Linked DNA regions of Muntiacus reevesi: region 2 is linked to region 1. Evidence: chromatin contacts called from public Hi-C data. All regions are on one chromosome and are shown on one strand. Each heading gives the region's core, a stretch centred on a gene start, on an enhancer-like site or on the middle of the called end of the contact. The rest is flanking DNA. Distances are from core to core; before and after follow the strand shown.

Region 1 (4,178 bases), core at 1,309-3,808:
CCATCGGGTCACAGAGTCAGACATGACCGAGTGACTGAGCAGCCACGCAGGGAACTAAGATCCCACATGCCACAAGGCATGGCCAAAAAAAAAAAAAATTTAATCTGAATAGAGTTAGTATAAACCATGAATAGATTTCAAATTGGTAATCTAATTAAAATGCAGTAGAGCATATGTCAAAATAACCTAAAAATAAATATTTGTAAACACAGCATTTCTTCCTTTAGTATAAATAAAAGAGTGTGTGTGTGTGTATATATATAAAACTACTAAATGAGAGAAAATAACTAGGTAAGTATTAGTTATTTTCTTATTCTCAATTTACTATTTTTATGTTTAAACATAAAACAAAAAAGATTATTACAATGATAAGACTATATAGGAAGTAGACTCCAATTGTTCAATGTTGAGATTATGTTATTAGATATATTACACATTCACAGTATTTTGTAAATATCAGCAACACAGTTTTGATACCAAAATGAAGGGTAGTAATTTCATGATGTAGATCTTATTCAATTTATTCTAATGACATTATTTATACATCTTGAAAGTCGAAAGACCAGACTGTTAAGCTACATCAGAATAAAGGAAATCTATTTTAAGGCTCAGTTTCTGAACATAATCAAGGGTTGAAAACACACAAAAACTTTTCATTTCATCCTTCCCCTCCCAACCTGCTAATAAAATAAATATATATATTATGTATAAATATATATCTTTTACTTCATTGAAATTCAATAACATTTACATTTATCTGTAATCATAATTGCCCATATTTACTCCTGATACTGTATGTAAATAGACTGACTGTTTTCCTTTTCTACAGTTTCTCCATTTTTTCACAAGAAGACTTTGCTTAAAGTTTTTACTTACAGCCAAGACCCTTAAAGATTCTTTTACAGCAAAGCTATGGTGTGTCAATGATGAACGCAAAACATAGACAGTTACGACAGATGAGATATGAAGCACTGACATAGGGACCAAAGTGTTACATTTTAGAACATCTTTTAAAATACCTTTTTTTTCTGTTTTCTTCTGGGAGAGACACTGAAGTCATTGACCCTTGCATCATGCTTTCGTGGAAAATAAGTATGTTTAACTGGAAAACAAAAAGATTCATAAATGTTAAAAACTGTACGATTATTTAATATTTTGCTAGAGCATGTCATAAATACTTGAGTTACAATAGTGGCAGCCCACTAGAATCCTCCTGCAATGCGGAGACCCAGGTTTGATCCCTGGGTCAGGAAGATCCCCTGCAGAAGGGAATGGCAACCCAATTCAGAACTCTTGCTTGGAGAATTCCAGGGACAGAGGACCCTGTCAGGCTACAATCCATGGGGTTACAAAGAGTCCGACAGGACTGAGCCACTTTCACTCTCACCCTTTCTAGGAAGAATAGTGATTCACACACAGTTCCTGCCTCAAGGCCTCTGCACTTACAAGTCTCTCTGCCTGCATGGCTAAGCCCCAGACACATGCACTGCAAGAGACTCGGGTTCCATCCCTGCATCCACCTTGCATCAGGAAGATCCCCTGGAGAAGGAAATGGCACCCCAGTCCAGTATTCATGCCTGGCGAATCCCATGGACAGATGAGCCTGGGGGGCTACAGTCCATGGCGCCGCAGAGAGTCAGACATGACTTAGCTACTAAACAGTAACAACTGATCCCTCACCTCCCTTAAGTCTCTGCTCCAATGTGACCTTACTCATGACTGACACTGACATTTAAAACTGTGACTCTGCCTTCTCTCTCCACAGCACTCACTGCCTTCTAATAGACACTGCTTTATTTTGTTTATTGTCTCTGTCATCTTACCCCAGGAGATGTCAAGGCCTAAGATAAGGATTTCTGAATGTTTTGCTCACTGCTGTACCCTCACGTCCTGGCTCATAGTTGGAATCAACCAAATAATTGCTGAACTAAATGAACAAGTCGGGAAATCGTAACTGTGGAACAAACTGTGAGACATTAACGACCAGACTCCAAGAGAGCAAAGCAGTATCAGAAGAAGAGAGGAGAAGAAGGGTGGAAGAGGAGGAGGAAGTAGGGATGGAAAAGAAAGATAAGGGGTGGTACGGAAAGGCGCTAACAACCTACCTGGAGTGCTATGGGGCTGCTGATGCCAAGGAAAACCACCAGGAGACTGCGTCCAGTACCGTGACGCTGACGCCTGGAAATTCCAGGAAGGCTGGCCGTTGAGTTGAGGCTGAGAATCGAGGGGGGACTGGGCGTCAAAGGGGGGCTGCGCCCCGGGAAGAATGTGGGCGTCGAAGGGGGGAGGTGCCCCGGGGAAAGTGCGGGCTTCCGCGCGGGGCTGTGCTTCTAAGGCAGGCTCGGACCCTGCTGCGGGAAGCGACGAAGGCGGCGGCGGCGGCGGCATCGCCCACGGCATCCAGTTGTTCGGCCGCGAGGCTCGGTCGCTTAGAGGCCCCAGCGTGGGTGTCAGCTCGGGGGCTGGGAACCACCCGGCGGGAGGCACGGCACCACCAACCGGCTCGCCCATCGCCACCCGCCTGGTAGTAAACCCGGCGTGCGAGAGCGCAGCAAGCTTAGGCGTCACTTCCGTTACCGCCAATAGCAAAGCTCAACCAATCACAAGCTGAAATGTCATCGGCCGGCGCCGGAAGAGCTTCCCTCGCGTTCGGCGGCTCGCGGGCTGCCCGTCGTGGAGTTCTGACTCGGCTTGGAGACACTTGTGTACGCCTGCAGTGTCTGACCCCGCGGATGGCGAGGGATCTGATTGGGCCGGCCCTGCCGCCCGGCTTCAAGGCCGGCGGGTCGGCGGAGGACGAGGAGCGGGACTCCAGCCCCGGTAAGCGGCGACGAGTTACCCTCCCGCCAGCCCCTCCCGCCCAGTCTCTGGCCTGGCCCTGGTCCCGACGCCTGGGAGGGCGGACGCCTGGCGAGTGGGCGCGGCCGGGTCCGAACTAACTCTCCTTCCCAAGCGGAGTCGTAGGGGCTGCAGAAACTAGCTTTGGCCTATAACCGTTATCACGATGAAGTATCCGCACTTAGCGCTTAATGGACTGCACCCTCAGCTAAACCGTCGATACGCATTTCAGTCCTTTAACCCTCCTGGCCACTGCGTAAGGTAACTATTCTTCGGTGATACGGATGGGGACACTGAGACTCGGGCTGTTGCCCATGCCGAATCGCTCGTTAAGTGGCAGAGCCCTATTTAGAGCGAAGCCCGTGCTCCGAACCTCTGTGCTGTCTTGCCTTCTGACGTACAATGAATGCCCTTGGATCTTGCAGAATCTTTGCCCTCAAGCCCCCGGCCAGCCTTCCTGCCCCTCTCATCCTGTCATTTCATCTGACAGAACAGTTCAGCGCTCAAACCGGTCCAAGTGTCTGCGCAGCTCTTCAGTTTCCTAGGCTGCTTCGGGCTTTGCCCTGCCCTTTTTGACATACCTGACAAACTCCTACCTCATCCTTTGAGCCCTAACTTCAACGTCAGCTCAGTGAAGCCTTTCCAAACTGTCTCGCCCTCCTCTCTACCCATGGGGGGGTTTTTTGTTTTGTTTTTTCCTACTTAAATACAACAGGTATTTAATACACTTTTGAAATAATTTGTTGATATAGCTGTCTCCACCCATTGCTCAGTAATCTTCTAGTCCTAACACATAACTGGTACCTCGTATTTGCCAAAGAAAAAGATTCTCGGAGCCCTCCCTGAGCATCCATCTCCTTTCATGTTTGTTCTGATGTGTAGCCTGGGGTTGACTGAAGTTAGAAAACAGTAAAGCTGAAGGAATAACCCTCCCATTTCTGAATCTAATTTGCACTGTTGACTACCCAGAGGCCATGTTTCCACCTAGAGATTTTTTTCCAGATCTTGTTTTCACTGTGGTTTTTAAAAAATTAAGTGTTTATTTTAGCAAGGAAAGTTCCCTTCAACAATGATTGAAGAAAAGTGGAGTTAACCCAATTTTTTATTTAGCACACAGGTTTGAGATGGACCAAATTAATTTTATTTGAATACTCTAGAAAACTGAATGCTGGGAAATGTCACCTGAGATCATATTTAAAAACTGGGGTGAAAATGTTTTCTCGAGACAAGTCCCAACATCCAGATACTGCTTTGTGGAAGTTGAGTGGAACCTGGGCCTTTCTTACTCTGACTTTATTCTCTTCATCTGCAGTGACCTTCATACCACTCATCTCAGCTAC
Region 2 (4,165 bases), core at 1,121-3,620, 420 kb after region 1:
TTGACATGTGATATAGAGTATAAAGGTGGATCCATTATAGGAAATTTGTACTTCTGGAGGTGAGGGGCCACTAGATAGTATTTGCCCATACAGAAAAGAGCACTAGAGTCTGAAGCAGAATTCAGCATACTATATTCCACACTCTCCACTGAATTTTGAGCATTGTTCAAATGTATATACTTCTGTGCCAGTGTTCTGCATTGAAAATACCCCCAGGAACACTGCAGTTACTGTTCCATTGCCCTTGTCTCTCCCCCACCCTGCAGGGCCAGCTGGTGATCGCTGGATCTCTGCTGTCTTCTCTTAGCTCCAGTTCTCCAATTCAAGAATAGTCCAGTCATTATTGTGTTGGATATCTACCCTTCTCTCCCCTCATTTGCCTCATTTGCCCTCACAGCAGTTGGTTAAAGATTCAGCCCTCGTCTAAATCATTTCTGTGAGTACCACAACCTGCACTGCATCCCTGTAGTACTGTGAACCACCAGTTGGTTTTAAGAAACTTAGCATAATATTTAAAAGAAAGTAGCATGACTATGGGGCTTCCCTGGTGGCTTAGCGGTAAAGAATCCACCTGTAGGAGCCTTGGGTTTAATCCCTGGGTCGGGAAGATCCCTTGGAGAAGGAAATTGCAACCCACTCCAGTATTCTTGCCTGGAGAATCCCATGGACAGAGGAGCCTGGTGGGCTACAGTCCACCGGGTCCAAAGAGTTGGTCACAACTTAGTGACTAAACAGCAACAACAATAACAAAGCATGATTACGAGTTTAGGAAAATCTGCAGAATAAGCACATTTGTGAGAGAAGATGCTTATATTTGGCCTCTGAAGGATAATATTTGGTGAAGAATTATCATCACAAAACTCAACAGGATAAACTTCATTTCTGATATTTTTGTAATCAGCTTGGCCTGGAAAGGAGAAAGTGTGTTTTAGGTATACTAATTAAACGAACAAAAAACCCCTTAACTTAGATGCAAAACTCACTGAAAAAAAAGAAAAAGAAAGTAATTATTAATAACTCTAACCATCTGTGAATATTTTGGGAGTTTTTCCTTTGGTCAACAGTATGATACACTGTTTTATTCTCAGTTTTATCATTTCTCCAAAGAGATACACATTTGCTACAAGAATTTTAACTCTTTAAAATATTAATATATTTATTTGGTTGCAGTGGGTGTTAGCTGTGGCAGGTAGGATATGGTAAGTATGGAATTTTAACTGCTAGACCACCAGGAAAGTTTTAACTCTTGACTTTGATATAATTTTCAGTTCAGTTCAGTCGCTCAGTTGTGTCTGACTCTTTGCGACCCCATGAACTGCAGCATGCCAGGCCTCCCTGTCCACCACCAACTCCCAGAGTCCACCCAAACCCATGTCCATTGTGTTGGTGATGCCATTTTAGACTTTAGAAAACTGCAGAAGTGCTACAGAGTTCAGATGTGCCCTTCACCCAGTTTCACCTTGTGTTACCATCTTACATAACCACATCATATACAGCAATCAAAGCTGAGAAATTACTTTGGTACACTACTGTTATCTAAACCATAGTGCTTATTTTTTTCTATAGTTTTCCCTTCTTTGTCCCAAGATCCAATCCAGGCTCCCATATTGCATCTACTTGTCAAGTCTCTCTCATCCCCTAAATGTAATAATTCCTCAGTCTTCCTTCTCATTTATGACTTTGACTTTTTTTTGTTTTTTGACTTTGGCACTTTTGAAGACTACTGGTGAGCAGTTTTGTAGGATGTCTGTCAATTTGAGTTTGTTTGATGTTTTCTCATAATGAGAATGTGGTTTTGCATTTCTGGCAAGAATATCACAAAAGTGATACTGTGTCCTTCTTGATCTATCATTAGGAGTTTCATGGTGATGATGTTGACCTTGATCACTTGGTTAAGGGGATGTCTTCCAGGTTTCTCCACTGTAATGTTTACAGTCATCCTCACCTCCCCCCATTAATAAATATCTTTGAGAGATCCCTTGATACTATGCAAATTTCTGTATCTCCTCAAACTTTGACCCACTAATTTTAGCATCCCTAGATTTTCCCCTGCTTTTTAATTATTGCTGTGATATCCTTAATGATTTTTTTCCCCTTGGTCTTTCTACATTTATTTGTGGAAATTCTTTAGTAAAGTGGAGTTTTTTTCTTCCCTATTTATTTATTCATATCAGTGTGAACTCAGGTATTTATTTTATTCCAAAGGTTATGGTCAAATAGTATCATTATTTATTTTGTTGCTGAAATCTACATGATATAAATGGCAGAACAGCTTTCCAGTTACACATCTGTGTCGTGAATTATTGATCCAGTTCTTCAATGCCTGACATTTGAGTGGTTATTTGATACTATTTATGATGCCTGATATTGGAGAAGGACCCGGCAACCCACTCCAGTATTCTGCCTGGAGACTCCCCATGGACAGAGGAGCCTGGCAGGCTACAATCTATGGGGTTGCAAAGAGTCGGACACGACTGAAGCGACTTAGCATGCATGATGTCTGATATACGTAAGCCTTTGAGTTTTTATGTTTTCATAAATTAGGTCTCTAACAGCGGAATTTTGAATGTTGGAAAAGTTGTGGTAACTCAACACGTCAACACGGAAATCGCAATCTACAGACCTAACCCAAATTACGGTGCTGTGAGCTGAGAGAGGCAGCAGATCCTGGAGCTCAGTAATGCCCCTGCCGGCAGGGTCACGGAGCACAGTTGTCAATAACGACACGTAACAATAAAGTTATTGATGTTGAGGCAGGGACTTCCGGTAGGGGCAAGTCTAGTTCCGTTAGGGCCTAAAGCCTTCGTCCTCTCGGTCTACATCCCAACCGGAAATACTTGTACCCCGTCGAAAGCCACGTCGGTCCAGGACTCAGTCCCGCTCACGCAGGGGAGGGAATCGCTTCCGGAGTCAGGGTGTTCTGGCTTGCCCCGCCCCGCCGCCGGTGCCGCGCTGGAAGCCTCAGCGCTCCCGGAAGTGGCCCTGGGCCTCTCTGTGTCTCTCTCGGGGTCCCCACCTCCCCGCTGCTGCTGCGGGCCGCGGGGGAGGCGGCGATGGCGGAGGCGGCTCTGCTGCTGTCGCTGCCAGAGGCGGCGGCGGAGCGCGACGCTCGGGAGAAGCTGGCTCTGTGGGATGGGAGAGCGGACACGACGGCTCCGCTGACCGACCGGCAGACGGACTCGGTGCTGGCGCTGAAGGCGGCTGCCGAGGCCCTGCCCGTGCCGGCCGAGGTGAGGCGACGGCGGGAGCCGGGCTGGGTCAGCTCCGTGGCCGCGTCCCCCGACATACCGCCCTGTAGACCCCCGCCCCGGGTCTCTGCCCTCCTTCCCGGGCGCGGGGACGGCTCCGGTGGGCGAGGCTGCTCCCTTTCCCGGGCTGTCAGGCCTCTCGCTGCCCGGGACCGCCGGCGCTCCCCCTGCGGCCCGGGCCGGTTGGCCGGGAGCTTTGCCCCGGGTGTCTCGCCCCGGGTGTCCCTGGGGTCACCGAGGCCCGGTCCTGCCGCCCACACTCTCCCGGAAGGAGAGCGCGGCGAACCCGAAGTGCTTCGCTTTCAGGACAGCCTCCTGGTGGTGGTCGTTTGCCACCTTAATGAATAACCTGGCTTCCTTTTTCCCTAGGGGCGCCTGGGGAAGACCAGAGTTAGCCCCCGGTGACAGTTTTCATTCATCGCACGTTGATCTGTTGAGCTCTCAAATCAAGTGCCGGTTGTGTTTATATTTATAAAAATGTTTCTCTTTGGAAGCTAGGTCAGTACATTATTATTAGATAATGCTGGTTTTCGGCTTTAGTGTCAACGTTTCTAATTATAAGTACCATTTTGGGATGCTGTGCATTTTACTGCCTGTGTGATTCAATTCAATTAATTATAATATCAAGAAGTATGTTTCATGAGTTGTCAGATGTTTGACAAACTTTTTCTGGTTTGGGGGCCAGGTTTAGAAGGTCATTTTATTTGCACCCATAGTTACTTTTGATGTTGAAAGCCTTGTTTTCACACGTTGGTGTCCAAAGGCAGGTGGAGTTAGCGATTTAAGCTTTTAGAGGGTAAGAACTTCGGTTCGAAAGTTCTCACTTACACTGCCTCATCCTTTGCAGTAAAATACAGGTGTTCTTTCTTGGGTTTCTCTGTCCACCTGTATAAGTCTGTGCTGAAAGTGGATTTAAA

What was found. Hi-C and Micro-C count contacts between places; a contact is called where the count stands out from the background.
Region 2: a contact with region 1 is called in a Hi-C map of blood, with 4 times the contacts expected there. The contact joins the promoter of COG3 here to the promoter of NUFIP1 in region 1. A contact is called at or near these places in 2 of 3 Hi-C or Micro-C datasets (blood and muscle).

The regions. Positions count from the first base shown.
Region 1 is chr11:13,965,217-13,969,394 of mMunRee1.1, forward strand. NUFIP1 (nuclear FMR1 interacting protein 1) reads right to left here and starts at 2,559. Exons shown (of 10, transcript XM_065901888.1): 1 at 2,106-2,559; 2 at 1,020-1,102. The coding sequence starts at 2,511. It overlaps GPALPP1 (GPALPP motifs containing 1), which reads left to right and starts at 2,636. Exons shown (of 9, transcript XM_065901890.1): 1 at 2,636-2,820. The coding sequence starts at 2,733.
Region 2 is chr11:14,386,074-14,390,238 of mMunRee1.1, forward strand. It overlaps COG3 (component of oligomeric golgi complex 3), which reads left to right and starts at 2,371. Exons shown (of 23, transcript XM_065901999.1): 1 at 2,371-3,230. The coding sequence starts at 3,054.